Regions from separate parts of the Zea mays genome. Here region 2 is linked to region 1. The links are chromatin contacts, called in public Hi-C maps. All regions are on one chromosome and are shown on one strand. Each heading gives the region's core, a stretch centred on a gene start, on an enhancer-like site or on the middle of the called end of the contact. The rest is flanking DNA. Distances are from core to core; before and after follow the strand shown.

What was found. Hi-C and Micro-C count contacts between places; a contact is called where the count stands out from the background.
Region 2: a contact with region 1 is called in a Hi-C map of ear, with 1.8 times the contacts expected there. The contact joins the promoter of LOC100281303 here to the enhancer-like site in region 1. A contact is called at or near these places in 3 of 25 Hi-C or Micro-C datasets (ear, leaf and tassel).

Annotation. Positions count from the first base shown.
Region 1 is chr4:242,964,520-242,968,166 of Zm-B73-REFERENCE-NAM-5.0, reverse strand. No RefSeq gene overlaps it. Among protein-coding and RNA genes, the nearest start is that of LOC103654853, 12 kb to the right of the region's middle. Within about 2 kb of position 2,061, at least 18 of the 20 cell types and tissues checked have an H3K27ac peak or open chromatin away from gene starts, as enhancers often do. A contact at or near this core is called in ear, leaf and tassel, where this site is marked.
Region 2 is chr4:243,098,144-243,102,240 of Zm-B73-REFERENCE-NAM-5.0, reverse strand. LOC100281303 reads right to left here and starts at 2,015. Exons shown (of 1, transcript NM_001154221.3): 1 at 285-2,015. The coding sequence starts at 1,854. The coding sequence ends at 352.

The sequences.
Region 1 (3,647 bases), core at 812-3,311:
ATTGCCCAGCACAAACAATTGGACTAACTAGTTTGCCCAAGTGTATAGATTATACAGGTGTAAAAGGTTCACACTCAGCCAATAAAAAGATCAAGTTTTGGATTCAACAAAGGAGCAAAGTGGCAACCGAAGGCCCTCTGGACTGGGAGCACCGGACTGTCCGGTGTACACCGGACAGTGTCCGGTGCACCACCGAACAGTGTTCGGTGCATCAGAGGACTCCAACTCGAACTCGCCACCTTCGGGAATTGCCAGAGGCAACTCCGCTATAATTCACCGGACTGTCCGGTGTACACCGGACAGTGTCCGGTGCGCCAAGGGAGGTCGGCCTCAGGAACTCGCCAGCTTCGGGAAACGCCAACGACTAGTCCGCTATAATTCACCGGACTGTCCGGTGTGCACCGGACTGTCCGGTGCGACTCCGGAGCAACGGCTACCTCCGCGCCAACGGCTCTCTGCCGCGCATTCAATGCGCGCTCTGCGCGCGCAGATGTCAGGCGCGCCCATTCCGGCACACCGGACAAGGAACAGTAGATGTCCGGTGTGCACCGAACACCCAGGCGGGCCCACAAGTCAGGAGCTCCAACGGCTAGAATCCAACGGCAGTGATGACGTGGCAGGGGCACCGGACTGTCCGGTGCGCCATCGAACTGTCAGCCCAGCCAACGGTCAAGTTTGGTGGTTGGGGCTATAAATACCCCAACCACCCCACCATTCATTGCATCCAAGTTTTCCACTTCCCAACCACTACAAGAGCTCTAGCATTCAATTCTAGACACACCAAAGAGATCAAATCCTCTCCAAATTCACACAACGCCATAGTGATTAGAGAGAGTGATTTGCTTGTGTTCTTTCGAGCTCTTGCACTTGGATTGCTTTCTTTCTTCTTGATTCTTTCATTGCGATCAAACTCACTTGTAAATTGAGGCAAGAGACACCAAACTTGTGGTGGTCCTTGTGGGAACTTTGTGTTCCAAGTGATTGAGAAGAGAAAGCTCACTCGATCCGTGGATCGTTTGAGAGAGGGAAGGGTTGAAAGAGACCCGGCCTTTGTGGCCTCCTCAACGGGGAGTAGGTTTGCAAGAACCGAACCTCGGTAAAACAAATCTCCGTGTCTCACTTGCTTATTCGCTTGGGATTTGTTTTGCGCCCTCTCTTGCGGACTCGTTTCTTTATTACTAACACTAACTCCGGCTTGTAGTTGTGTTTATATTTGTAAATTTCAGTTTCGCCCTATTCACCCCCCCCCTCTAGGCGACTTTCAGTTAGGTAATTCGGTTTTTTGGTATTTCGGTTTGGTATACGGTGAAAACCGATTACGATACCGAAAACCGAACTTTTGAGATGCAAAAACCGAAACCGAACCGAACTACCTAAATTTCGGTTCGGTTCGGTACGGTTCGGTTTTTGGTAAAAATGTGCCCACCCCTACGGGGCATACATGACAGAGAGCCATAGGGCGCAGACGTCGGGCATGTTTGTTTCGGCTTCTGGCAGCTTCTGGCCACCAAAAGCTGCTGCGGACTGCCAAACACTTAGCTTTTCAGTCAGCTTCTATAAAATTCGTTGGGGCAAAAACCATCCAAAATCAACATAAACACATAATCGGTTGAGTCATTGTAACAGTAGGAATCAGTCACTTTCTAGATCCTGAGCCCTATGAACAACTTTATCTTTCTCCACACGTAATCGTAATTATACTTAGATTTTCCCCACAGCCAGATTCTTCTCACAGCCAGATTTTCAGAAAAGCTGGTCAGAATAAAGCTGAACCAAACAGGCTCGTCGCTCCTCCGCTGACAGCTCGTCGCGTTTCCTGGCTTTTCGATGCAAGCTACTTATTAATTGGGCTACGCCAACTCGCAGTTGCACTGGCACGATCGGGTTGCGTCGCCACCCGTGCTGGTTCTGCAGCTTGCCTGGCCATAGCCGGTAGCCCATAGCCACCAGCCACCAATCACCGTCAAGATTAAAGTTTGGCTAGCTGGGTCTGGGTCCACGCTAATGCTCCGTAGCAATTACGTGCACGGTACAGAACGAGTGATGCACGCAGCCACGTACAGTAGGCGGGTAGGTCGATAGATCGCCATAAACGCCTGCACCAGCACCACCCCGCGCGCGCATGATGGACGATGATGCGACACGCACACGCCCGCGAGCGCGTGGCCATGATGACACGACGGTCGACGGACGCGCGCGCACACCCTCCTTCCTTCCTTCCTTGCGTTGGGACTTGGGAGCGACCCTCCTCGGCTCCTCCCAAAATGCCAAAATGGCGCCGGCGTCCTCCACGGCGGTCCAACTGCATGAGATACGGATTCCAAGTTTCCAACGAAACGTGCATCGAATTGTGTTTTTGGGGTTTGTGAATATCTTCTCTCTTTATCTCTACTAACACTACTGGCTTCTAAAGAACCAACACTATAAATGGCAATGTGTATGGTATCCAATGGGCACACAAAGCTATACCCATACCTACTACCCATTATCTATACTATTTATTAAGGCTGCAATAGTAGCCTACCTCTGACATGTTCTGCCACTCATGTGTTCTGCCACCCCTGTGTCCTGCCAACAACCGTTTCGTTCCCCTCACCGTGTCGCTCAGCCCCGTCCGCACCATCCCCTCCTCCCATCCTCCGCCCTCCTGAAAGGGAAATGTGCCCTTGGGCCATTTCTAAGTATTTTGGTGATTGAGTGCAAACACAAGTGCTTAAATGTGAATTTATGCCCATGGATGAACAAAGTGCAAATCATGAGTAAAGGTATGTTTCTAAGCCTTAGTACATTGGTTTTATGTACTAATATACTTGTCTAAGTGTTAGAAACAGAAAGAAGAAGAAAAGAAAACAGGCGCAAAAAGCTTGGCTGTGTACAGCCAAGACTCAGCTCTGTCTGGCACACTGTTGGCTCGGCCACGTGTCTCACGCAGATCCTCCTTCCTTCCTTCCTTGCGTTGGGACTTGGGAGCGACCCTCCTCGGCGTCCTCCCAAATGCCAAAATGGCGCCGGCGTCCTCCACGGCGGCCCAACTGCATGAGATATGGATTCCAACGAAACGTGCATCGAATTGTGTTTTGGGGTTTGTGAATATCTCTCTCTATCTCTACTTACACTATTGGCTTCTAAAGAACAGAGGAGACCTATAATATGATACCTATACCCACTAACATTACAATAGACAAGATGATTTAAATTGCAAAAGTAAGTACCGAATATAAATTGGTGAAACCAACATACCTCATTAATATTGAAAGATGCTAAAATAACATATTATCTTTGTATCAGCATGACAAATTCATCGAACCCAATATAATTTTATTACAAGATTAATAGCATTCAACATTAAATGACAACATCATACAAGCTCATACATGAGACAGAATAAGTCATTTATGAGGTGTTTGGTTTGATGAATCACTTTATCCAAAATGAAGTGGTGCATCATGGGTCCATTCCTTATATTTGGTAGGATGACTCCATTCCACATATTAGTACTAAACAACTAACTATGAGGAATGAGGTGGTGATGGATTAACTCACTTCATTCCACAAACCAAACAAAAAAAATGAGGAGCGAGAAGATGATGGACTACATCATTCCTCAAACCAAACACTCCATTAATTCAGACCCACATATCATATGT
Region 2 (4,097 bases), core at 766-3,265, 130 kb before region 1:
TATGTACATAAATAAAAGTTTCGAGTACCATTGGTGACCTTATAGGTTTGTTTGGATGCATAATTATTATTGGAGAAGATTGAGAGGTATATAATACCTTGCTAGACTATATAATAAAGGATTACATTGTGCATCCAAACAAGTTCTTAAAAAAGAATAGTTTTTCCCGGAAAATGAAAGCCACGCGGCCGGCGAGACGCCAGCTAAACCCAAGCTATACTCGTGATTCAGTATACGCTGCGCGACCGCCGGCCACAGTCCACAAATGGCGTCAAGACGGTAGAGGAAGCAAAAAATTGGTTCGTATCAGACAGACGGTAACAATACCAACCAACACGGGATGACTGCTGATCAGGTTTGGACTCTGACCGGTGACTGGTGAAGCTCCTCTGACGACGGCGGCACGACCTTAGCCACTTGCACGCCACAAGCTCGCCGGGACACCTCGTCCACGAACGCCTGGACGTGCGCGTCCGAGGACCCGCCGGGCGCCACGGCCTCCCGCGCCGCCGCGCTCCACCTCCTGGCGCTGGCGAGCATCGCGTCGGCCTCGGGCCCCGCCACTGCGGCGTCCACCGCCTCCCGCACGGCGTCCCGCCGCAGCGGCCCGCGGAGGCGGACACCCATCCCGAGCTCGTCCACCAGGAACTTGGCGTCCGTGCACTGGTCGCCCCACTGCGGGAAGGCCACCACGGGCACGCCCGCCGCGATGGTCTCCAGGGTGGAGTTCCACCCGCAGTGCGTGAGGAAGCAGGCGGTGGACGGGTGCGCCAGCACGCGGTCCTGGGGGCTCCAAGGCACCACCGCGCCGCGCCCGGCCACGGAGTCCAGGAACCCGTCCGGCAGCAGCGGCCGGGTGTCGGGGCGGACCACCCACAGGAAGGGCCGCCCCGTGGACGCGAGCCCGTGCGCCATCTCCCCCACCTCCTCCGCGTTCAGCCGCACCACGCTGCCCACCGACGCGTACACCACGGAGCGCGGGGCCTGCGCGTCCAGCCACTCCACGCAGCCGTCCGCGGCCTTCATCAGGTCGCCGCGCACCGCGCCCTCGTCGTCGTCCCGCCCGCCGCCGACCTCGATGAGCGGGCCCACGGGGATGAGCTCCGGCGGCCGCGGCGTCACGCCCGGGAGCGCCGCCGCCACGTCGGGCTCCAGCTCCGTGAAGGAGTTGGCGAGCACCCACGACGCGCGGTGGATGTTGTGGAACTGGGCGATGATCGCGTCCACCAGCAGCTTGTACGGGTTGGACGGGAGCAGGAACGACGGCACGTCGGCGACGGACATCTCGGGGAGGCCCGGCAGCGTGAAGCGCGCGTCCAGGTCGTCCTCGGGCGGGAACTCCACGAGGCCGTGCACGTGGTGGTAGTAGAGCGAGAACACCGCGCACGACTGCACCCACAGCACCGCCGAGGGGATCCCGGCGTCGGCGGCCACGTCGACCGCCCACGGCATGAACGGGTTCACCACCACGCACGCCACGGGCCGCCCGGCCCGTGCCTGCCGCCCCAGCAGCTCGGCCAGCGCCGGCGGGCCGTCCTTGGCGATGTGGCGCATGAGGTCGTCCAGGTCAGGCCCGGGGTCCTCGTCGTCCATGAACTCGAACCGGACGCGGCCCCGGCCCACCGGCACGCCGTCGCCGCCGGCCGATACGCCCGCGGACGCGGTGAGCTTCGCCCCGATGCTGGAGAGCGAGGAGAAGGTCACAAGGGGGCCCTTGGCCGCGATGCGCTTGGCCAGGCGGACCATCGGGTTCACGTGACCCTGCCCCGGGAAGCATACCAGGAGCAGGTGCGGAGGTGCGTTCCCTGCCGCCACGGTGGCCGTGGCCGTGGCCGCGGCCGCTTCCTCTCCCATGGATGGGACCTCTGCCACGCCTTTGTCGGCCTCCTCTCCTCTGTAATGGCCGGCAAAAAGCCCTGTGCGCCCGTGGAAGCGTGGATCACCGTGCTGCTTGACGAGGACCCACTGATCTATGTCTGCTTGGGTCTTTACTCTTTAGCAGAGTGGTGGAGTATACAACGCCACCGCTGCACTACAGTTATTTATACGGGAGAGAAGAAATGGGTTCGGGCAACGATGACGTCGGGCGTGACATGTCACACGCCCGGCCCCTACGTTTCTCTACAACCCAGATACGATACCACAAGACAGGCAAATCGTTATCATACTTCTCCCCAACTCGGATTTGTCACACACAAACAAGAATCATCGGACAACACAATTTAGGTTTACGCGTATGTGATTGTTGGGCATTTAAGATAATACGATCTACCAATTTAAGTTGAGTACAAGGACACTCCCTCCATGTTGTAAGTGATTTTATTAGTTGGTTGTATCCTGAGTTAAACTTTACAAAGTTTTGATTAAGTTTATAAAAAAATATAAATAATGTTTGGTTCACAAAATATAACGTAAATGATAATAGTAATGATTCACATGGCGATAACAAGTTTGAATAGATAGATATCCATTTATAAACAAACATAATTTAACGTTATCGGTTATCTATTACGTTACCAATTTGTGAACTAAACGACACTATATAAACATCAGCATCATTTGATAAATTTATTAAATACAACATAAAATACAATTGACAATGCATTTATTTACGGAAAATATAGACTAATCTTACTCAAAACTCATACTACACTACTTGGTGTGCATTTTGATAATTCATGTCAGGAGCAAACTGATAGGGGTCCTAAGACACCATAGGAACACGCTCGCCACTAGCTCAAACTCTATCCAAAGAGCATCAAGCATCTCGCTCATCCAACCATTGCCCATCAATCATGTCATGCTATTCCACTTCTACATGTTGATGCCACAACTCGACATGCTGCATCCACACCTTATAATTCGATATGAAACCAAACTATCAGAGGTCCATTAACACCCTTCCTTCTCTTGTCATGAAATAGATAATTCTGGCACTTGCTGCATATACAAAGAGAATACAGGAAAGGAAAATTACCGAGTCGTAACCATCCACTCATTTGAACGAGCTCCTGTCTTACTCTAACCTTCATTCATCCGTCAACGGTCGATCACCCATATTTGATCCTAAAGACGTACTAAAGATGGTTGAATAGGTCTTAGGCCATGTTTGGAACCCCTAGAACTAATTTGCTACTAAAAGTTTGTTGTTAGGTTCCAAACACCCTCAACTAATACATTAGCTAATTTAGCTACCTCACAGCTAACAATTAGCTCATTAGCTAGTTCAACCCATCTACTAATGTATTATTAGATGGCTAACTATTATCTCTAGGGGTTCCAAACAGTGTCTTCAATGAGATTGGTAGGTACATCCTAGGATTTTATCGTATGTGCATTTTCCATGTGTTATTATTGAATTGTTAATTTAATTAACAAAAGGCTTACCGATTTAGCCACAATTGAAACTTGAAAGTGCACTTTAATTTTAGAGAAGATTGAATACGAGTGTATATAGCTGAAGAGTTCATTTGAAGAAACGCTAAAATAATGATGTTGTTTAAATGAAGAGGGTGAACAATATCTCTACTACTTATTAAGGCGGTCAGGGGTAGGCTGCCATTCCGTGTTCTGCCATTCCCATTCCCGCACTATCTTTCTCATTCTCCCCTCCCCGCAAAGCTCATTCCCATTCATGGCTGCCATTCCGTGTTCCATTCCCATTACCCCCTCCCCACACTGTCTTTCTCATTTTCCCCCCTCCCCGCAATTCTCATTCCCATGTGTATCCCACGCCTAGCTAAAATTAAATTAAAAAAACACAAATGTGGCTCCAATGGGATTTGAACGTGCGACCTCTCAAGCAAATATGCTCGTAGCTACCACTACACCACATGTGTGTTTATGTCAATATTTGTTACAGTAAAAATATATATTACATCTCTCCCAAAGCCCACCTGCTACCTTTGCACAATGTGTAGTAGTAGATAATTATCAACAAGATTCCTGAATTATATTTTTGTATGGAGGGAGTAGTATTTAAAAAAGAGCCTTGCATGCAATTTCTTTTGTTTGAATAATGTTTTCAACTTAAATTCTTTTTTATATGTGTGACATTTATTCTCCGTAATATTTTTCCATGGCTCTGACTTGTGAGT